Regions from separate parts of the Sus scrofa genome. Here regions 1, 2 and 3 are each linked to region 4. The links are chromatin contacts, called in public HiChIP or PLAC-seq maps. All regions are on one chromosome and are shown on one strand. Each heading gives the region's core, a stretch centred on a gene start, on an enhancer-like site or on the middle of the called end of the contact. The rest is flanking DNA. Distances are from core to core; before and after follow the strand shown.

Region 1 (5,481 bases), core at 1,720-4,219, 200 kb before region 4:
CTTTTTGGGGCTGCACCCATGGCATATGGAGGTTCCCAGGCTAGGGGTCTCACCGGAGCTACAGCTTCCAGCCTATGCCAGAGCCATAGCAATGCCAGATCTGAGCCACGTCTGCGACCTACACCGCAGCTCATGGCAACAGCGGATCCTCGACCCCCTGAGCGAGACCGGGAATCGAACCCGCAACCTCATGGTTCCTAGTCAGATTTGTTTCTGCTGCACCACGATGGGAACTCCGGTGCTTGTACTTTTGTACACATGGTCCCAGACACTGCCTCCCTGACCTGTTGGAAGGCCGCATCCTGGACAGTGGATAGTGCTTCCCCAGACCACACGGCTATCTACACAAAAATATAAATGGCCAGTCTTCGAGGCCATGATTTTTACTCCAGGTCTTTTTCGGAAATAGACTATGAATGCATGTATAGGAGGGTGTATGTATGTGTGGTTGGGAAATTCCAGGTAACCTAGATGATAGTTAAACACTGTTGAAAAAATATTTTAATAAAAAGCAAAAGCAGAAGGGCATGCATCTTTTTTTTTTAATGATCAAAAATAATTCCTTCCCTCTTAATGTTATTTTTTAAGTATCTAGTGTATAGATTATTGCCTGATGCTACGCAAAGTGTTGTAAAATAGGAAATACATCCGATAAGGGGGAGGGGTGCAGTCCGCACAAGTCAGTGATGCTGTAGCTGAGTCATTAAACTGAAAGAACTGAAATTTATTCTGCGCATGTACTTGCCAGTCTAACATGTGTCCAAGGCAAATGGCATGGCTCAGTGAGAAGGATTGTAAATATGTGTAGCATATTCTGAGAAGCGAGTGGACCTAGAAACCCAACCCCCAGTGATACCACCGTTTCTATGGGAAAATATGCCCCTTAAGCGCCTTCTTTGAAACCACCTTTTGAAACCCTGCCGATTTATAAGTTGGGGGTTAATGATATGAAGCGATCACCTACTGATCTGTAGAATTCTCAGCCTGAGTCCATCATCAGGCATTTATTGAGTAACTCCTGGGTGGATTACACCCTGATAAGCATGGCAGGGTGAAACAAAAGAAATAAAGGAGCGTTTCTGCCCTCAAGAAGCTTGTACCCAGCCGGAGAGGAGAAAGCATGCCTGCAGAGCAACCTGAGAGCATTCCCAGTGCCTGAGCTACAAAGCTCGGGTCCTGAGGGCAGCAGCCTCAAGGAGGGGAGCTTGTCGCTCTTCACTTGTCATCCCCAGAGGCACACCAAAGACTCTCCAATTCTTCCCGGAGAGCCTCGCACGCACAAGCGTGAAGCCACGGCTGCAGTGAATGTCATATGACTCCCAGATGCTGAGCAATTGGAAACCACAACTGGCATGTGCCATTACCTTATTAGGAAGGGTTCGGGCTTCTCTTTTTCTCCCCCTACTTTTTCTTTCTTTCCTTTCTTTCCTTCCTTCCTTCCTTTCTTCTCCCCACCCACCCCCCAGCCCCCCACACCTTAAAGGTAGGCTCTTGGCAATCTGGATAATGGTGTATCCCCTGTGCCCCAAATTCCAGCTCCAAAGCACACCCTGGTGAATATGGCTTTCTGAGATGTGGAGCCTGACTTTATGTTCTGTGTCATTTTCTGGGAGTGTCTAGACACGAGACAGACCTTAACCAGTGACTCGGGATGGCACGCAGGCTCCTTGCCTTATTTGTAAGGCAGAGCTGCTGCTTTTCATTGAGCTCAAGCCTTGAGGTCACCAAAAGGGAGAAGGGACATGGGGGGAGGGAGCAAATTGGCTGTAAAATTCCTGAGTCTGGGGCTGTGCTACAGGCCCCTGGGAATGCTGACAGCCTGTGGAGAGGGGAATGTGGCTGGGGCTGGGCTGCCAGGTAAGGCCTCCAGATCAACCACTGTGTCCTGATTGGAAATGCCTTAAACACAGGCTCTTTGCTCCATTCTGTACATTGCCTCTGAGAAGTACAGAGGGTACTTCCCCGGGGCTGAGTCAGCAAATACTTGCACCCGAGGCTTCCATATGATGCTGTTCTTTAGCTTCCTGGTTACTCCTGAGGCTGTAGGGGAAGGAGGGGGGGCACGCCTATCCAGAGGGTTTAAATAACAATAATAATGCAAACTTTCATGGAGCATTTACTGTGGTCACCAATTGGAAATGCTTCATAGGCTTGTCTCATTCAAATCTCTCTCAGCCCTTTGCAAGGTTTTTACATAATTATCTCCATTTGGCAGATGAGAAAACTGAGGCTTAAGAAGGGCAGGTAACCTAGCCACTGCTAGTAGGTGACAAAACTGAGCTGCAGACTCAGATGTGTCTGCCCTCACATGGAATTGCCAGATGGCTCTGCCTCTGGAACAACTTTTTTTTTTCTTTGTCTTTTTGTCTTTTTGCCATTTCTAGGGCCGCTCCAGCGGCATATGGAGGTTCCCAGGCTAGGGGTCCAATTGGAGCTGTAGCCGCCAGCCTACGTCAGAGGCACAGCAACGCAGGATCCGAGCCACGTCTGCAACCTACACCACAGCTCACAGCAACGCCGGATCCTCAACCCACTGAGCAAGGGCAGGGATCGAACCCTCAACCTCATGGTTCCTAGTCGGATTCGCTAACCACTGAGCCACGATGGGAACTCCTGGAACAACTTTTTACCTACAGTTTCTCACAGAGCTTTCTTCAACTTAATTCTGCATTATTGGGCAAGGAGAGGAACTCCCCCACCGCCCGGCAGTGAGAAGAGGGAGGGGGCTTGGAAAAATAAGTCGAGATGAATTCATTTTGAAAAAAGGAGGATTTGAGAGGGAAGTGCCCCGTTCGTCTACAGAAAGGAAGAGGCTCTCCTGGACGCTGTGTGAGGGAAGAATGCGTGGAAATGAGTGGGAGAAACAGAAAGTAAACCAGGGCAGGGCAGGATCCAATAGAAGGAAATGGGAGAGTCAGCAAAGAAAGGGGCAGTTCCTGCCTCCGAACTCAGCGCGTTAATGATCAGCGGCTCCGCAAACGCTTCAGTCCTCGCGTGCCCTCCGCGGTATGCAGAACTCCCTCCTTGGGGCGTAGGGGGTGGTTGCTCTCCCCAAAAACAAAACCATGACATTTAATTCTGAGTTTCTGCAGGGACTGGATGAAGTCACCACTGGAAAAACAAGAATGGCAGCGCATGTTAATTCTTTCAGGAGCCCTCAGAGGGTGCAAATAAGACACTGCCACCCCCGGGGAGAGCCTGCGGCCCTTCCTCCACCCTCTCTCCTGGCTGCCCCCTCCCCCCCAGCTTCCTGCCCCCTTCTCGATGCCTCCATTGACGATCTCACATCCCTTGTGTTTCTCTGAAGAAAAAAAAAAAAAAAAATGTATAAAGGAGATTTTTGTAAAGCCAACTCTGTCTTCCCAGACGCCCCTGGTATCTTTGCTGGCCCTCTCTGACTTTCCTGTGAGATTGATCTCTGATTGGCCGCCTGCCTCCTCGCACTGCTTTCTCTGTCACCAGCATCTAAAAAGCCCGGGATCTCTTTATTGATCTTAAACCAAACTCTTAACTACCCAGGATTTCCCTTCTTCAGCAGAACTCTTTTGCAAACGGAAGAGCCCTTTACAAAGCAAATCGTGATCCCCTTTGCAGGACGACTTTTTTTCTTTTTTGTCCTCCCTAAAATGGAAAACACTCTCTGATCCCTGCCCTCCCTCTCTCCACCCCCCTCCCCCTGCATGCAGACTAAGAGTCTCTGGTTTTAATATAGCCAGTTCTGTAATTATTTGTCTTCTTTGCAGATTAGGAGACTGAAACATTGCAGCCACTCACCGCAGGTTCCCACTTGGCCCCAGTGAATAGAGCAACGCCCCACCATCCTTCTCCCCGTGGCCAGCAGCCTCAAGTCCCACAATATCTCTGCCTTGGCACGGGGAGCTGACATTGTTCGCATAGCGTACATTCCTGGACAATGGATCTATCCAATTTAACCTTCAGAGCACCCCCATCGGTTTGTGGGTGTCTGTTCCGGGGAGAGGAGGAGAGACAGTTCACACATGGTGCTACCCACACACGCCAGAATTCCAAATCTTGGTCCGCAAGAGATTAGCTGAAAACTGTGACACTCAAATGCACTGGGGAAGTCAATTGTTTGATGCAGTTCAGTTTTTTTTGTCAGGAAACAGATAGCGCTGGTACTGGCTTCTTTATAAATGCTCCCCACTCACTCCCCTCCCATTATATGACAGCCTTTTAAAAATAGCCCCATTTCATGTGGAATGAATCTTCATTCATTAAGATGCTATAATAACACCATCGTTCTTGAGATACTTTCTGGTTATGAGTGGTGCCTAATCAGGGAAACGTTAAAACTCTTTTCTCAAAGACCACGTCTTGTATCACCCAACACCGAGAAGAGTCTTTGTGTTTTTAAAGCTACATTTTTGCCGTTTTGTGTGTATGAAGTTGGGTTCCAGAAATGACCCCAGGAAAAATATAAATTAAAACTCACCAGTTTTTCTTCCACTTCTTTTGAGTGAATTATCCTCTCTTCCCCTCCCCCCCCCCGCCCCACAACCCCAGCCTCCAAAATCTTTTAAAATATGTTATTGGTTTGAGGGATGTCTAGCTGCCTTTTGCTTTCAAACTGAAGTTAAAGCTTTCAACATCCTTGTCACCCTCCTTTTATCTCCTTTCACCTCTCCCTGTGTCTAAGACGATGAACATTTTAGAACTTTGAAATCAAAATAAAATTGCAACGTCCCTGAGTTACTTACTGGTGCTCAGTAGGGCTTAAGCATGATTTTTTGCACATAATTTAAAAATCAAAACACCAACTGGCGGATTTAAGCCAAACCCCCCTATTTTTAGAACAGCATTAAAAAAAAAAAGGCAGATTTTATTTTCAGCCACACAGCCAAAGAGTAACGAAGGAGGAGGTTCCTGGGCATTCCTCCATCCCTCAGGGCAGAGCTGGAGTGACCGTCTCCTTGCTGAGAAGCTGCCCCTCTCCGGATCCTCCCCGGGGAACAAGCCACTTCCCAGCCTGGGTCCAATTGGTGACTGGGGGGAAAAAAGGATGTTGCAGGCTTAATTTTTAAAAACAAATCAAACCAAGAAAAAAAAATAGTGTTTTGTAACTTTCCCTTTAGTTCTGACAGATTTGTGTGATCCTTCAGCTTGGAGGTAAAGTGGGACTTCTTTAAATTAAGAACAGAGAAGAAAAGTTTCCTTATGTATCCTTACAATTATACCTTTGTCACCTGGTAGTTTATAGGGGAGTCAATTTTTTTTTAAAAGGACAAGGCTCTATCCTTTAATTATCCCAGTTGGTATTCAGCTTTAGAAAGTCAGCGTACCTGCTGAGTATGTTAATTTAACCACTTTGAGTATCTTAACTCTGCCGGTCTCCCACCCAGGCCACCTCCCCAAAGAATTCAGAGGAGTCTGTGATGTGTGAGAGCTTTGTACCTGCATATCAGGAAGATATTTCTGTCTCTGAGTACTTTGGCTTTAATTAAAATCTTTAGGTCAGTCTTG
Region 2 (5,335 bases), core at 910-3,409, 180 kb before region 4:
TGGATTTTGGCAGGCAGAGGGGGTGGAATTTGTTTGCTTTACACATGTTAAGCTTGAAATGCGTGTTCAATATCTAAGCGCAGATGTTGAGTAGGCAAGTGGCTCTTAGAAGCCAGATGTCCAGGGGGAGGTGGAAGCTGGACATAAACAGAAGGGGGGGGCGCAGGATCTTGAGGAAAACCTGACAGAGAGCCAAACTCTGACAGAGACACACAGAGACTGTGTCTATTTTGTTTCACCTCTGTAGGCCCAGCACCAGCATTGAGTTTGTGTCTGACGAATACATGGTGAATGCGGTTTCGTGCAAAACAAAAGCGGTAACTGAAATTTTGCTTTATTGTTCCAAACCAAAAATAGAAAGAAATAATTAACATATGATAAAAATCAGAGCTTGACACTGAAAGGAACCTTTGAGGCCATTTAATGCAAAAGTTCAAAATTTGTGCAGAGACAGTAATATTAAAGAGAGTAGAAGGTTTATTGCCAAGGGCAAGAGAGTGCAGAGAGGCCGCACATTGACCACACACTGAGTAAATAATGCCTTGACCCTTAGTGCACTACCCTTATTCAAGTTTATGGAGATGTGGCAATTAGTAAAATTGAGAACAACCTTTTTTTTTTTTGTCTTTTTGTCTTTTAGGGCACCACCAGCAGCATATGGAGGTTCCCAGGCTAGGGATCGAATTGGAGCTGCACCCTCCAGCCTACACCAGAACCACAGCAACGTGGGATCTGAGCCACGTCTGCAGCCTACACCACAGCTCACAGCAACGCCAGATCCACAACCCACTGAGCAAAGCCAGGGATTGAACCCGCATCCTCATGGATGCTAGTCGGGTTCTTTAACCACTGAGGCACAACGGGAACTCCCAACAACAACCTATTCTCACCAAGTGTCTTTGGAGGGGAGAGTTTATAATGAGTGTTTGTACATTAAAAGGAGTCTTCACGTTTAAATGGGAGGGAAACATGGGACTAATCCAAGCCCTTTGTTTTACTGATATAGAAAGGAAAGGGAATGGGATTGAGTAACTTGCGTAAGTGACACAACTAATTAATGACTGGGTGCCAGTGGACCCCTAGATCTCCTTAACCTCAGCCCAAAGCTCCTTCCACCACCCATATACCTGTCCTGACTTTTAGCGCCAACTTTTCCTCAGACCAATAACCAAGGAATCACCTTAGAACAGAACTCATTTATTTTTGGCCGTGGAATTATTTTAGTGATTTATTTTGCAAGCAATTTAATATGAGAATTACAATTAGACTGTGCTTTAGCTAACTGCAAAATTCATTTACAATTCCCTTAGCACCTTCCTTCTGGCAATGCAAAAAGAATAAGTAGTCCAAGAAGGGTCATCGAAAGTAAAATGTGTAATTTGCAGATCATTTACCAAGTGAGAAATTCTCATGCCAAAAAATTAAAACTTGATGGTGAGCTGCAGACATCCTCTTCAGGAAGCTTAGAAGCCCATGTAGAACTTTAAGAGGGGACACATCGGAATATTCATAATTATTTGTTCCAGTCCCAGCTCCACATCTCATTTACTTGTACAGACCTACAGACTGTATTGGCCAAGCTAAGTCACTCCTCCAAGCCTCTGTTTACACGTCTGCAAAATGGGGAGGGAGACCCTTCCTTTCTAATGAGGATATTAAAAAGCACACCCGGTGATGCCTGCACAAACAGGGCCCTGGGGAGAGGAGCCCCTCTCATCTTACCCATGAGGAAACTGAGACCGCTTAGCAGTGACCCAGAGAAACCCTCCTGAGTTTAGCCTGCAGTCCAGTCCCTTAGGTTTTCATCTGCCTCCCACTCAGTCACCATCTCCTGATGTTCCTGGCTCCTGACCTCCCCAGGCTGTGCTGGCCCGTCCATACTGCCTGGACAGTTTCCCTGGTAGAGGAGGTGCCGGGTGGAGGGCCCCGGCCCCCCAGGGCTGGCACCACAGTCTGAGCCTGTGGCCTGTTCCAGTGGGTTCCACTCAGAGGCTGCCCCAGTGGCTCCATTACTCACACGTCCCTGCCACCCGGCGCAGCTGGCCCTGGCCTGAGCACAGGCGCATTTACATTGTTGCACAACAGGAAGCAAGCAGGTCCGGGGTTCAGAGGCGCGCCGGCCCACGGAGCGCAGTGGCTCCAGGTGCCCTGGCTTCCACTTTTGCCTCCGGGGAGTTGCAGCTTCTGCAGCCTGACCGAGGAGGGGCCGGGGGTGGGGGGTGGAGTTTGGGGGAAGGGGGGTGGGGACATCGGCTTGGTTCTTGTCCACTGTCACATGATTGGCAGGCATGGCCAGAAGGAGGGGAAGGGGGGGTTCTGGAGGGGAAGCGGGGGTTGCTGTATCAGGCAGCGAGGAGGGTGCCTTTTGTGGAGTCAGAGTTCCTGCACAGAGTTCTCCCACAGTGGCTGCAAGTGAAATGGCAGATGCATGAGTCACCCCATGAAACGGGAACAGGAAGACCTCCTGTCAATGCCAAGCCATTTTCAGTTCAGTTATGAGAAGTCACCACCACCACTGCCCCCGCGGCAACCCCCCCCCCGCGCGCCCCCCACCAAAATCCGCGTATATCTCCCTCCTTTTCCTGAGTGCAGTGAGTCTATCACCTGGCTCTGTACCCCCCTCCTCCCCCACCCCCAACCCCACCCTCCAACCCCTTGAAGGACAGGGCTCAGCTTGGTTTGGTCCTCAGGAAATTGGCCCGTGTCCTTCTTGGTCAGCGTCTGTGACGGTATCAGAGAACCCTGTTTGCCAAAGAAACTTTCTGTCTGAGGCTTTGTTTGTTTTTCGGGTTTTGTTTTGTTTTTATTTAAATATTTTCCCTTGTTTCTCTTCTCGGCATCCTAAGGCATGCCATGGTTTTTTAGGATTTTCTCGTGCATAAACATTTTTCACGTTTTTCTGCCAGGAACTGTTGTTTGTGAAGATCAACTGAGAATTTACAATATGGGAGGGATTCTCTGCTTCTTTTAGTGGATTCCTCATAATCCCCTTGTTCTTAAATGATTTATTAAAATAATTTAATAACTCCTGTGTATTGAATGCTTAGAACCAGACACCCTTTTAAAAACTGCACATGTGCATTTAATTCTCACAGAAGCCCCAGGAGGCATAGGGGCTCTGGTTATTCCTATTTTGCAGATAAAAGGACTGAGGCTTAGGTTAAGCAATCTCCAAAGTCACAAAATTAATTGAATGGCGAGCATCAGAATTTAATCCCTGTTCCTAATCACTCTCTTTGCCAGCATTTACTAAAAGTGTGGTCAGCAGAACACTGATCGCATGAGCTGTTCCTAGGAAAACGTGTCTGTGTTCAAATAATTGGTGCTGCAAACCACATGCCTCTTACAGATCACAAATGCATCTTCGTGTGGAAAGACCCTGAGAGTCCTTCCTGCATGAAAGAAGCTCATTCATCTTTCTTTGAACTAGGGCTTTCCAAAATTGATGTGACATGGACCCTTATGTCCGTGTATACCTATTAAGTTGTAATACATTTTGAGAAACACCATCACCAGTCATGCGAAGGCGTGTAGCCAGCTGATGGGTTGCATGGGCTTTGGAGCCAAAGAACCTGGGTTCAAATCCTATATCTGCTATTACACAGGTGAAGTTACACAGCTTCCTCTGCCTCGCTTTCCCCATCTGTACGATGGTGAAGTATAATAGCGCTCTGTCACAGGCTGATGGCCAGGGCTAAAGGACCTAGGAGATATTGTGCCCAGAGAGAAGCACTCCATGTTCTAAATGTAGTTGAACAAGTGTGGCTCTAAAAAGAAAGGGGAAAAAATTTTAATTAAAAAAAAAATAAATGTAGCAGAACAAATCAAAACATTTGCTACCTATGGGGTCTGGCCGCAACCAAAATGCTATTTCATGGTGTTCAGAAAACACAGGACAGGCGAAGCCCTCCCTGTCCCTTTCCCTTGGTGCTCTCTCTAGCTGGGATTCTCTCTGCCTCTCACCATCTGGTTGGTCCAGATAGCAGCTCAGAGCTGAGCTCGGGTCTCTGCCCTTGAGTCAGGATTAGCAGGCACGCTTGCTGGGACAGGGGATAGCTATCGGCGTTAGCCACACGCTTGTGGGTGGCCCAGGCAGAATCTGCAGAGAGAATGTGCTGGTGAGCAAGCAACTCAAGTTCCCTGTGTTTAAACAAAGCAGCTGCCCTTGCCCCTGTAGGGTCCTGGATTTCCCGAAGAAGAAAGAAACGGTTGCAAAGCATTGCACTTTCTCTTGAACTTGCTGCTCCCGTTGTTACCTGCCCCTAACCAGCGCAACTCCTCCAAGGGAAGCTGATGCTGGATGAAGTTCTACAGGCTCGGCTTCTGGGTGCAGGTGTCTCCAGCACCCAGCCAGCAAGAGCTACCTCATGCGAAGTCCTGCAGGAGGCAGATAGTGCTTGGCGGGGCTCTCTTCTTCCCTCCCCGCAAGTTCCAAAGCTGGCTATGCACTGACTCCCTGGGCGAGTAGAGAGTCGTCCCCTGGGGAGAAGGAGAACAATTAACAGGAATTTACTAATTTTTAAAATGAGTGTTGGATATGTGTGTTGCCCTTTGTGATTTTTTTTTCTAAATTTTAAATGTCTCAAAATGAGAAATTCAAATTAGAAAAATGGACCAACCCTGTGTATGAGCAAGCTGGCTGCCCCTGAAATATTTATTATTATTGAGTGAAAAATGAAATGTGCAGAACTGTTATGTAAATACGGCCCCTTTTGTTTTGGAGAATCACGTATATGTGTACGTGTGTTTGGGAAGCCGGAAGAAGGTGTGGAAGAAAGGAAAAAGACTGGGGACAGTAAGGTACCACTTTGGAGTGAAATCAGAAGGAAAGAGTTGTAACTTTTTATTTTATTCCCATGCTTATTCAAAGGTTGGATTTTTCAGTATATTCCTTTTGTTGTTTAAAAAAAAGAAGAAAGTTATAAAGAAGGGAAACTCCCCAAGCTAGTTCCAGAAATAGGACTAAACTAAATAGTAGTGGCTAATAATGGGTGTTGCCTGCCTGGGCTGGGAGGCTTTGCAGTGAGAAGGAAGGAAACCCAGACCAGACCAGAAAATGGGCCAATTCCAGTCCGAGTCAGCACAGTGCAGGCTCCACTCAGCTGTGCAGTGGGTGGCTTTGAAGCCGGCGCAGTTACAAGTGGTGCTAAGTTTTGCTTTTCCTTTCTCACGCCTTCCTTCCGGTAAGCCACCCAGGCTGCTCAGGTCCCCAGAGGTTCAGCTCCCCCTGTATTGCCCTTGGCCATGATAAAGCACACGAACCACCCAGGCCCTGACCCAACGGAGGGGCCCACCCCAAGCTCAAACACAAGTGGGCACAGCTGCCAGGAGGGCC
Region 3 (5,283 bases), core at 1,743-4,242, 160 kb before region 4:
ATGAGGGGCAGGCAGAGAGCTGGGGTTAAGACGTGGCTAGTTGATGGAAGGATCCAGATCCAAGGGTAAGTGGAAGCTGGCTGACTTTTCACAGGCTGCTCTTTTATTACCTTCACAAGGGGTGTGTTTGCTCAGCATGTTGGCTTCACTCCAGCGGTTCAATTACTGGTCAGGCCATGAGGACTTGTGATTCAGATCCTGGGGCTTCCTGGTGCCTTCCTCCCAGAGTGTGCTCTGTGACACACTTTCCATCCCCACCCTCCCTCCCTGCTCCAGGCCCCTCTAGACAAAGATGAAAATGCCCCACATTGCCCTAATGCGACATCTTGTTCCTAGGAATTTCTAGGAAGCTGAGGATTCGGATGAATAACAGCATTAAAATCAATGCAAAGTATCTGAATAGCTAAATACTATACATGCTTATGCAAATCTCTCAGCCACAAGTACCAAATGAAAACAGGGGCTGCAGAAGCAATAGGCAGGGCTTTATCAAACCTGGGGGTCTGCACAGGCAGGCCCAGGCCTGGGCCTTTCTGGGTGGGACAGAGCCCTGGCACTCAAATGTCCAGATGCCAGCCTCAGTTCAAGCCTGGTAGCCACAGTAAGAACATTCTGGCTTAGCTTGTGGATATGAGAGGGGAGGCCTGTCCTCAGGGCACTAGACAGACAAACAGCGGCTCTGCACGAGAAGGGGTGTTGCAGAAACACGAAGCCATGAGCAAGGCCACACCTCCAGGTCATGGAGTGTCGAGGTCACCCTTGATTGAGAGCCATGTTGTGGACAGTTTGGTGATGCCCTGAATGTTTATGGATCATATTAATTGGAATCGCATCCTTTCCTTGATAGAGTAGGAGGTGTGACTTCCAGGGTGGAGAGGTTTGTGGACTGGTTCAAGGCTGTGAGCTGGATTCACTTGGAGCAAGTTTTTTTCTAATTTTAGTTGCCTCCTCTCTAAAGCAAGGATGAAAAAGTAAAATGCCTTTCAGGTCAAGAGTGAAGCTTCACAGATGGATGCAGATGAAAGCACATGTGTGTTCTAAGAGTCCATACACATATCAGGTGGTGTTTGTCTTGGAAGCTATTCTTGGAGTAAGAATAAAGCCTGCTTTTTATCCAACTAGTAGCACAAACAAACAGCCAGACATCCCTGCCACTGAGGGAAGACCGAAGAAAACCCTCTGAGGATGCAGAGATGTTCAGAGATGTTTGCATCCCAGCCTCTGGGTCTGGTTCTGTCCCAGCCCAGCTGTTGAGCGATGCAAGGCAGCTGCAACTGGGAAGGAAGTCCCCAGCAAGACCTCCAGGGCCTGTAAACATGGCCCACCGCTCAGGCGTCAAACAGCCGTGACCCTGCTTGTGGACACGCAAGGCAACTCAGCCCAGCAGATTGAGTTCCTTGAGGAGGCTCCTTTAAGTTGAAACAATGTAATTTTGATTTGAGGTGTCCTAGGAAGCCTGTCTCCTTAAAAAATGATGTTCTTTTTTCGGTGGACCTGGGGTTTTCTCGAGGGTTCCCCAGTGGAAGGGAGCAGGAAGCACTCTGAGGGAGGGGGAGCAGGCTGTGGAGGAGGCAGGTCAGGACACAGATGTCAGGAGTGGGGGAAGCTGAACAAGTGCTGAGCTGGCAAGCACGAGCTGTGAACCGCTGGCTGTTTATAATCGTGACTATAAGACAGTCAGGAAGTAAGTCCTCCGTGTAGCAGATGCAAAGTTCCTCACCGATTTTAGGGGGATGGACCCAAGCACTTTATAAATAAAGCCCATTGTGGACTCTTTGCTGACGGCCACATGGGTGGGAGCTGAGGCTGACCCAGTCCTGATACGTGTGTGAAATGTTCTGCAATTACAGGAAAACTTGCTCGGGCCTGGGACGCTTTATGCCCTGGAGCTTGAGAAGACGAAGAGAATGCTCGGCGTTATTTTCCTGCAGAGGGAACCTTCAGAAAGTCCTGAGGGTGCAGCCTGGAAACCACAGGCTGCTCAGAAAGGGTGTCACATTTGCATTCTGCAGACTGGGGGCCAGTCCTCAGGACCGGCGCCAGCTGGCCAGGGAACCCAGTTTGACGCGCCGCAGGGAACGAAGCAAGGACCCGTGCTGTGGGTTGGGGCACTTCACACTGTTCACAGCGAGTGCCTGCTGCCTTAGACCCATTTCAAAGGCTCTGTTAATAAGCGCTTGCCTGGGAGCACAGAACAGGCTGGGCCCGGCCACGGGGTGTGAGCCAAGTCATTGGGAGGAGACCCTAGGCCTCTCCTTTGGGTGGGGCAGGATGACTGAGGAATCTGAGGAAGAGGCAGCGCATTAGGAAGTGTGTTATAATCAGGTCTCCCAAAGCCTAGGACAAGGCAAGGCCACTGTGCCCTGCCACACAATGCCTCCTCCCAGTTTCCTGCACGGCTTGGGCTCCCTTATTTTAGGGCAATCCCCAGTGGGCTGTCACCAGCATTCCATCCTGCCCTGACACTAGACAGTAGCAGGAGGCCTAGGTTCCATGCCTATAGCCCACCCAGACCAGTCCATCAAAACTCTTGACCGATGACCAGGAGGACAACGACAGATACACAGGGAATTCCCGTTCATTGTGCCAGGTGTGACTCCCCAGGACAAATATCCTAGCAGCTGCTGGGTGCAGAGTGCCTGCTCCTATGCTAAACAGTACATGAGGATCAGTGAATTGAATCCTCAAAGACAGTAGTATCCCTCTACTATAAAAAAAACACAGCATAAATGAGAAAACATGGGCTCACGGAGGTTGAGTAAGTGCCGGTGTCAACCAGCTAGCAAGTGGAAGAGGCAGGGTACAAACCAGGAACGTGAAGCTGGCTGATGAGGCTGGATTTCAAAGTTCTGCATGCAGTTCAAAGCACCGTGTTATTGGTGCATTTGACCCACATGCCTCTGACCTCAGAGGGTCCAAGTCCTTGAACTCAGCCCTCAGGAGCATTCCAAGTGCTGTAGACCTCTGATGGACTCTGTTGGAGCCCTTGGGTTACCGTTTTCTGCAGCCTTGTCTGCAGCTATGCTCTGTGCAGCCTCAGCCCGTCCAGCAGGTTGAGTCAGCCTGGGGTTGCTGCCGGCGCCACGGCGCCCTGACTTTGCTGCGCCCCGGCATAGCACCAGGGTGGCACACCTACTGTCCACCTGCTCTGAGTCATAAAACTGCCACGCTGCTGCCAGGCCTGCCAGCTCTGTGATTTCTTCTAGTGCCATCACTTAGCCATATATGGCAGGGGCACCAGGCAGTGCTCTTCCTCGGCCCGCCTTCCCCTTGGACTGTGCCATTGGACAACTAGACAGGTCGAAGCTCAAGGTCCACGATGTTTCCTTTGCTGTTCACCAGGTGGCTGGGGAGAGGGAGGCAAAAGGCAGCCTAGAATCCAAGGGCTCAGGCCCGAGAGAAGAGTCAGCCCAGGAACATGGGTGGGATTAGCAAGCACCCTGGCCGCCAGGATGAGGCCAGAGAGAGGCCAAAGGCGGGGACTGATAAAGTTTCACTAAATATTTCAGGCTCGAGGCGCTATCCCATTTGACATTTGCTGTGGCTCTGTCATTGAGAGTCTTTCAGCTGAAAGGGTCCCACTTTTTCTGGCATAAAGACACCCTTATCTGCCCAACTAACATTCTGCAAACGATTGCAGGTCTTGATAGCACCTCAGAATGCACCCTTTGTGCAAAGGTCTCCAGAAGCACTCTTTGGCTGTTCTCTGGTGCCAGGACTTGCATCGGTGTAATAGTTGGGTAAGCGAGCCAAGACGAAGTGCAGTCACAGCTCCTCTTAACATACAGGGCGGTCCTGTTAACCTGCACACGGGACGCAGCCTCCAGTTGCACGTGCTCCTGTGTGCCGGAGGCCTCCTAAGTACCACGGCCGTTTGTGTGTGTTTATTTCCCCTAAGAAAATCCTAGGAAAGGCAACTTTATGCTGTATGTGGGGGTGCGTGGATGGAACCACAAGTACGGGGTTTCTGCAGAAAGTGCTCAAAAGGATTGCAGGCTTCGAGACCCAGGCCAGCCCTCCAGTTGCTGAGGGGCTTTGTAGGAACTGCCTCCCAGAGGCTGTGGCGACTGGCAATGCATCCTTTTCCCCTCAAGTAACACAAAGCATGATGAATGTTGAAACAGCTTAAAGATGACTGTTCTTCACCCTGAAAAAAATTTGTTTTTCTTCGTATTTCAGGTGAAAACCCTCAGCGAAGATGTCAAGCAAAACAGCCAGCACCAACAACATCGCGCAGGCAAGGAGGACGGTGCAGCAGCTAAGGATGGAAGCTTCCATTGAAAGAATAAAGGTAGGAGCCTCCAGTGGATCCGACACGTTTTCAGACCAGCTCCCTCTGCTCACCCACGGCGAGGCCCCATTTCAGAGAAGGTGGTGGGTGCCCTTTAGTTCAGCCAAGTGCCAGGATTCTCCTTGAGCAAGAGTCTTAAACTTTGATTTCTAATAGCACAAGCCCCACGGCAGAAGCTCGGCTGAGCCGGTCTGAGTTCGCCTCTGTTTGGACAGAAAACCTAAAACCCGTGACAGGATTTCTTGAGGACCTGCCTTCCCTGAATGCACATGGTCAAGCCCTCTGCTTGCCATGTTCTCCGTCTAGACGGGGGTTCCAGGTGGACTTTGTTAATACCCTGGTCATCCCTCTGGAATGTCTGAAGTGTTCTAGCATTATCAGTGCAGCCACGGCCCTAACAACATCACCCAGGCAAGGCAGATGGTGCAGCAACCAGGTCTCCCGTTTAGGAGACGGCCGCTCTTTGAGTGGGTGTGGAATTCTGTGACCACCTTCTGCACCCAGGGTGCCCATTGCCAGCCTTAGTTGAGATCTGGAAGAACCCAGAAGGCATTGGTAGGGTCACCTGACTTGGAAGGCTTTTCCCCCCAAATCCCAAGAGACAGCGAGGCAGCAATGTTGGAATACCTTGGAATGTTGTGAGTCATGCTGTTTCCTCGATACCGAAGCAGTCACCTGATAAATTCCTCTGGGCCGGGAGATAGTCACTTTGTCTTCAAAACAGGAGGCTTCCCGCGCTCTGTCTGTCAAGGGCTTGGCGGCCCCGAGCCCCTGGCCCAAGGACCATGATCCAATTGTTCTGAGGGTCTCCTACCCAGACTGCTGACCAGGACATGGCATGTCCATTTTTAACGCATGCCTGTTCCCATGCTGCTTTTGTCCCTCTTTTTATCTCCCCAAGCCAAGTCTTGCAAGTCCCTAGACCTTGGCTCTTGTTCTTTCAGAGTTTTGGCTCCGAGACCATAATTTGGTTCTAACTCTGTTGCTGCATT
Region 4 (5,676 bases), core at 1,447-3,946:
CACAGAGTGAACTCTTATATAGCTGTTAGATACTATCATAAAAGATTTTTCTAGTTGAACCTCTTTACGTTAGAGGTGAGAAACTGAGGTCCAAAGAAAGGCAAGTGACTTGTCCGAGAACACAAAAGGAGTTGAAGGTAGAATAGAACTGAGGGCTCTGCATCTATGAATCAATGTGTCTAGGGAATAAAAGGATTTATCGGTTGGCTTCTTGCCATGTGCCTGGGATTGTCCTAGATCTTGTCTCGGGAGGATGATCCATGTTTCCAGCTGTTGGATTGGGATGAAAAGATGTGTGCACAAGAACCAGCTTGAGCATTTCCCTAGGGGCTCAGCAGGTTAAGGATCTGGTGGTGTCACTGCTATGGCTCTGGTTACTGCTGTGGTGCAGGTTTGATCTCTGGCTGGGAACTTCCACATGCTGTAGGCATGGCCAAAAAAAAGAAAAGAAAAAAGAAAAGGATAAAGAAACAGCTCAAGACGAGTGCAATACAGAATCCATCCCTAACCCAGGAGCACAGTGAGCAATGGGAGGTGAGAAAAAGAGAAGATCAACCCGGGCTGGCTGAATCAGACAGGGGCATCTTAGAAGAAGTAGGGTTTCAACATGGGATCTCTAGGGTAGAGAAATAATCAGGAGAGTAGCTTTCCATTTTTGGAAAGTGACTAAGAAACACCAGACTCCCCAGCTCCACAGACACTCCCTACATATAATAAAGTGCAAGGGGCCAGCTCCTTAGAATCAGACGATCGGAAGTCCTGGCTCCATCACTTATCCTGTAAGTGATGTGGGCAGTCATTTGCTGTTTCTGAGCTTTACTGTCTTAATCTATAAAATGGAGGTAAAAATACCCTGTCCCTTGGATTGTTGTGGGACCAAAGGAGCTAGGACATGAGAGACACAGAAGACCAATTAAGATTAATACCTCCCCTTTTATGGCCCTCTTCTTTAGCCCATCAGATTGAAGAGTCCTTCAATATGTATAACAAGGGACAGGTTGTGAGCTGGAGACAGAACAAGTTAAATCATTAGAAAAGCTTAATTTTCTTTCCCCCAAGACCAGACCTTTTTTCCTCCGCTGGCAGGGAGAGGAGGGTGCTGAGGTTGCAGGGAACACAAGGCCTTGGAAAGATATGGTAAGGACGCAGAGGAAAGGTCCCAGAAAGGGAGAAGGGGAGCACTGAGGATGTATGGCCAGTCCCAAGTGGGGTGTCAACTTTCCCTTGGTGGAAAGGAAACATGGCAGCATGTGTTGAGCATGACTAAGTGCCAGGCATTATGCTAGATGCCAGGGATACAGCCTTGAACTATACAGGACTCTTACCCTGAGAGGCTCCAGTGTTTTAGTAGGAAAATAAAGCATATAATCCACATCGCAAGTACAAGTCAGAGAGCACAGAAAAAAAAGCATGATTAATACTATGAGGAGGTCATATGAAAGTGGATTTTGAAGGATGAGCAGGAGCTCAGTTCAGGGAGGCAATCTAAGGAAAGGCAAATGACATAAGGTTTATCACTGATAGAGTGAAAATGGTTTGAAAAGATGAGTTTGAAATATGAGGCTGGGGAAGGAGGTGGAGGCTAGATGATGGTTAGTCTTTATCCTGGGGCGCTGGGGGTCGATAAAGGTTTTAAAATGAATGGAGGATTGTGTCCAATTTTTAAGTTAGAAAGACATCCCTGGCAGCAAGATGCAAGGTGCACTGGAGTAAGGGCAAGCCTGGAAGCAGAATGCTACTGAAGACACAGTTTCTCTGGTCCAGGAGAGAAGATGAGGGTCTGAACCAGGACACCACATGGCCATCTTCTCAGAGATCCTCAACCGCGTGCAATTGTATCCTCTTCTTAATTCACAGCGTGTGGTTTTCCTCACTTGTGGAGCTGCGACCCTGGGCCATGTGTTGTGATTATCTGCATATTTGTCTTCCCTCCACTGCCAGGTCGGGAGCATTTTGCTTTCTCTGCACCCCTGGGCCGAGGAGCTGGTTCACAGTCGGCACTGATGTGTTTTGAGGGTCATGGGGTTTGGGAAGAGGGGCATGGGGTGAACACAGCACGTGGTCTAGTTCATGGCCAAACAAGCCCTCCAGGCCTTCTGTTCACTCACTTCCCTTCTATATTTGTCCTTAATCAAACTGTGCAAAGAAATCTTAACTGCCTTCTGTATTGTTTTGTGAATCAACAGAAGAGTCGTGCATGTTTACCAACCAGAGCTTTAAGGAAATAACACATAATCAGGGGAGGAAAAACCAGCTGGTGGTAGTTGGAGTTTGCCTGCATGATTGTTTGTTTCCCGTCTCATAAAAAAAGTTGATCTTGGTTCACGGTCTAGGGCATTTTCCAGAGATGAATTTGCCGGTCCACAAAGACGCTTGCGTGCAGTGTTATTTTCTCCCCTGCTCTTCCGCAATTTTCCCCTTGCTGCCTTCTGATGCATCTGCGTGGGCACAGACGGGGCAGCCCCAAGGTTAACTGGGGCCCAAACGTTGTTATCACCTGACATCTGCACCAACAGCTTATGTAAAACGAGCTGATTCCTGCAAGCACATGTCTCAGGCGGGAGCTGGGCCACCACCGGCATCCTGGAAGTTGTGCGCTGCCAGGAGGTGAGAACGAGACAGTGCGGAGGGCTGGGGCTGTGTGGGGCACTGGAAGGAGCTGCCTCTGAGAAGGGCTGGGACACGTGGGCAGAGAAGTCAAGTAAGAGAGGACTGCGAGTCCCGGGCAGCACCTGTTCCCAGGGAGTAAATAATACTTTGCCCTTGTCCTGCCTGTCGCCCAGCAGGCATCCAGTTCATCCTGCATTGTGGGCCGCTAGCCTCGCACCAGCGTGCTGCTGGTTTCAAATGTGCCTTGGAAAAGAAAGCAAAGACCCTGAGGGCTTCTGCTCCCTGCTCAGCTCGGTGCCCCTCCTGGACTCTCATTTCACAGCTGCTGCCCAACTGCAGGGCTCGCAGGGTGGGCCTGCCAAGTATTTGGAGCTGGTGCCTCTGGCTCTGGAGGGAAGTGAGGTGATGGGAGCAGAGGGCCTGAGATGATACTCGGCTGCAGTCCCAGGGGGAACAGGTGCTGGTGGCCGTGGCCTCATCCCATCCCCTCCCCTCTCCTCACCTCCCCCACGGCTCATGTCTCTGTTTACAGTCTATCCGCAGGACAATATTTGAAGTATTCGAAATATGGGTGTCATATCCTAAGACTGAATGCCAGTGCCATTGTGCAGAAGGAGAATTAGTAAGTTTAGAGACAGAGGAGATTAATCCGTCTGTTTGGGAATGAATCAGAGTCCAGCGATTAGGCTGCTTTGAAGGGACATCATTTTTCAGTTTAAGTAATAATGCAGTGGTTAAGGGCATACACACCTAGGTTCAAATTCCAGCCAGGCCATCCGCCTGCAAGAGGACTGCATTTTGGTAAATTCCTTTGTTCCCATTTGCTGGGTGACCCACTCATCCAGATTTGCCCAGGATTTTCCAAGTGCTGGGAGCCCCCTCAGCGAGCCCTGGACACCCCAGGAAAGGATGGGGATTGAGCTTAGCTCCTCCAGTGTGAAGCCTGAATAAGAATAGGGGTGTTTACCCCTGGGTCTGGCACACGCCAAGCACTCTGCTAGGCGAGCTAGCATGATACCCTTTGAGTACTCAAAAGTCATGGGATACTCAAGTCACCCAGGACCCGGGGGGGTGGGGGGGAGTGCAAGAGACAGAGTTGCAGACACTCCTGTTGCTGTACGAGCCCAGAAGCATTTACGCCTAGAGCCAGCCCTGTTAAGGAGCCTGTGTAACCTCTACCTATGAGGAAGTGAAGTCTTTGAAGGGCAGGACCTCCCCATTGTTAACAGCTGGAGAGGGAAGGACACAAATCTCCGACTCGGCTCTTCTCCATCAAGCCCTGAGTTCTTCTGCCCAGATGTTTCCACCCGCCTCAAGGCCGTTCACACAACACCTTGAGTATTGCACAAGCCTTTGCTCAAGCTGTCCCCTCTTCTGGAATGCCTCCAGCCCTCTGCCCTGGTCTGTTCACCCTCCATCTCCTCACCTGGCAGACTCCTACTTCTCCCTGGTACCCGGCTCAGGCATCTTCTTCTCCAGAAACCTGTACTGACCCTTCCCACGTGCCTCTACCCTCTTAACACCCCTTTGTGTCTCTGCTCCTGTGGTTCCCTCATAGTATTGTAATGACTTACTGACAGCCTGTCCCAGGAACCCCTTGACAGCAGGGACAATCTCTCTCTTTACACCTCCCCAGAGCCAAACATGGCTCCTGATGCATACCGGGTGCTCTGGAACTGAATTTGTTAAGGTCTAACATGATTGTTTTGTACTTAATAATCATAAAATAGCAACAATTCCTTGAGTCTTAGGATGCAACAGGCACTAGGTTGAGCATATATATTAATTATCTCGTAATCCTCATAAACTCATGACAGTTGATAAATGACAAACAGGAAAACAAGGCTCAGAGAGGCCAAATAACCTGTCCCAGGTCACACAGCCAATAAGCAGTATTTTCAACTAACACTCTCCTAACCTCTGGGTGCCTTACCAGTGTCAAACTCCATTCCTCGCATAGATGGGGCCCTGGGAACCAGCAGACAAAGTGAATGGACAGTGTGGGGCCAGGGCTGACAGTTATCCACGGGACACATGGTGCGGGACACAAGTGCACTGAAGTTGGGCCCTCATAGCCAGCTGGGGTTTTCAGGAGCCTCCGGCTCCTGGGCTGGCGCCGAAAGCCCTTCCTAATTCCAGGGCTTGTTTTCACCCTCCTGTCTTCCCAGCCCTTCTCATCCTCCCAGGCAAGGTGAGGTCTAAGAAAGCTGAGGAATGCGGCTGCATCATCTTCAACAAATTCTTTGCTGGTAAGACTGGGGGATTTTCCAGACAGTTTTCCTCTAACTGTTCCAGCTAGAGAACCCTGGGATAAGCTGCAATGACTCAGTCCACGGAAAGCCAGGGCCACTGAAGGTTCCCAGGAAGTCAAGCTGCCGTACCCACCCAGCCAAAGCAGGAAGTCACAGGCAGCCCAGGGTCCTCTGAGCCTCTGTGGGTGGATGGGCACAAAGCCAGAGGAATAAGCACTGCTGATAAGAGAGGCTGGGTCTGGAGGCGCCATGGCTCCCTTTACTACTGCTTCTGATCTACAAGAAACCTCAGCAGTGGACTTGGAGAGCGGTTCTGGGTTAGAATCCTTCCAGTGTGACAATGGCCAGGGATGCAGCCTATCTGAGCCTCAGGGTCCTCTCTGCAGACTCGGGGAAAGGGAACCTAATTAGAGGGCTGATGTGAGACTTTTAAAAAGTCATGTCTTCACAGTGCTGCAGGGACTTGACGGCAGCAGCTCTTATTACACGAGTGAAGGCAGGGAAATAAAATGAGTGGAGCTCCAGCATCTGGGGTGGCCATGAGTCCAACCCATTCCTTACTGCTCACCCTCTGAACAAGTCTGCCTGCTGCGCCATCGTGGCTGTGCCATCGTGACTGCACCCAGGCTGGGCAGCACGTACTGTGTTCCCTTGACCAGCAGCTCCCAAAGTGTGTTTTCTGCAGACCGGAATCTACAGGAAGGACTGGGGTGGCGGGAGCCCATTGTGTTTGCAGCGCGTGTGTTTCGCAGCCTTGGCAAGCTGCGAGTGCATGACCCCGCGATACTGTTGGAAGGGGACCTTTCCTCCAGAG

What was found. HiChIP or PLAC-seq counts read pairs in DNA pulled down with a chosen protein or histone mark.
Region 1: a contact with region 4 is called in an H3K27ac HiChIP or PLAC-seq map of skeletal muscle. The contact joins two enhancer-like sites. A contact is called at or near these places in 8 of 47 Hi-C or Micro-C datasets (blood, embryonic fibroblasts, epiblast stem cells and 5 more) and 2 of 2 datasets of contacts at active chromatin or transcription factors (alveolar macrophages and skeletal muscle).
Region 2: a contact with region 4 is called in an H3K27ac HiChIP or PLAC-seq map of skeletal muscle. The contact joins two enhancer-like sites. A contact is called at or near these places in 1 of 47 Hi-C or Micro-C datasets (embryonic fibroblasts) and 2 of 2 datasets of contacts at active chromatin or transcription factors (alveolar macrophages and skeletal muscle).
Region 3: a contact with region 4 is called in an H3K27ac HiChIP or PLAC-seq map of skeletal muscle. The contact joins two enhancer-like sites. A contact is called at or near these places in 1 of 47 Hi-C or Micro-C datasets (embryonic fibroblasts) and 1 of 2 datasets of contacts at active chromatin or transcription factors (skeletal muscle).

The regions. Positions count from the first base shown.
Region 1 is chr6:144,865,497-144,870,977 of Sscrofa11.1, forward strand. All of the region lies in intron 2 of GNG12 (guanine nucleotide binding protein (G protein), gamma 12), which reads left to right. Among named protein-coding and RNA genes, the nearest start is that of GADD45A, 76 kb to the right of the region's middle. Within about 2 kb of position 2,970, at least 50 of the 83 cell types and tissues checked have an H3K27ac peak or open chromatin away from gene starts, as enhancers often do. A contact at or near this core is called in fetal liver, liver, omental adipose tissue and 1 more, where this site is marked.
Region 2 is chr6:144,883,017-144,888,351 of Sscrofa11.1, forward strand. The region is part of intron 2 of GNG12 (guanine nucleotide binding protein (G protein), gamma 12); the gene reads left to right. Among named protein-coding and RNA genes, the nearest start is that of GADD45A, 58 kb to the right of the region's middle. Within about 2 kb of position 2,160, at least 52 of the 83 cell types and tissues checked have an H3K27ac peak or open chromatin away from gene starts, as enhancers often do. A contact at or near this core is called in skeletal muscle, where this site is marked.
Region 3 is chr6:144,908,424-144,913,706 of Sscrofa11.1, forward strand. It overlaps GNG12 (guanine nucleotide binding protein (G protein), gamma 12), which reads left to right. Exons shown (of 5, transcript NM_001145387.1): 3 at 4,180-4,291. The coding sequence starts at 4,199. Among named protein-coding and RNA genes, the nearest start is that of GADD45A, 33 kb to the right of the region's middle. Within about 2 kb of position 2,993, at least 21 of the 83 cell types and tissues checked have an H3K27ac peak or open chromatin away from gene starts, as enhancers often do. A contact at or near this core is called in skeletal muscle, where this site is marked.
Region 4 is chr6:145,066,310-145,071,985 of Sscrofa11.1, forward strand. It overlaps LOC110261213 (a long non-coding RNA gene), which reads right to left. Exons shown (of 2, transcript XR_002345157.1): 2 at 2,200-2,438. Among named protein-coding and RNA genes, the nearest start is that of SERBP1, 120 kb to the right of the region's middle. Within about 2 kb of position 2,697, at least 21 of the 83 cell types and tissues checked have an H3K27ac peak or open chromatin away from gene starts, as enhancers often do. A contact at or near this core is called in fetal liver, liver, omental adipose tissue and 1 more, where this site is marked.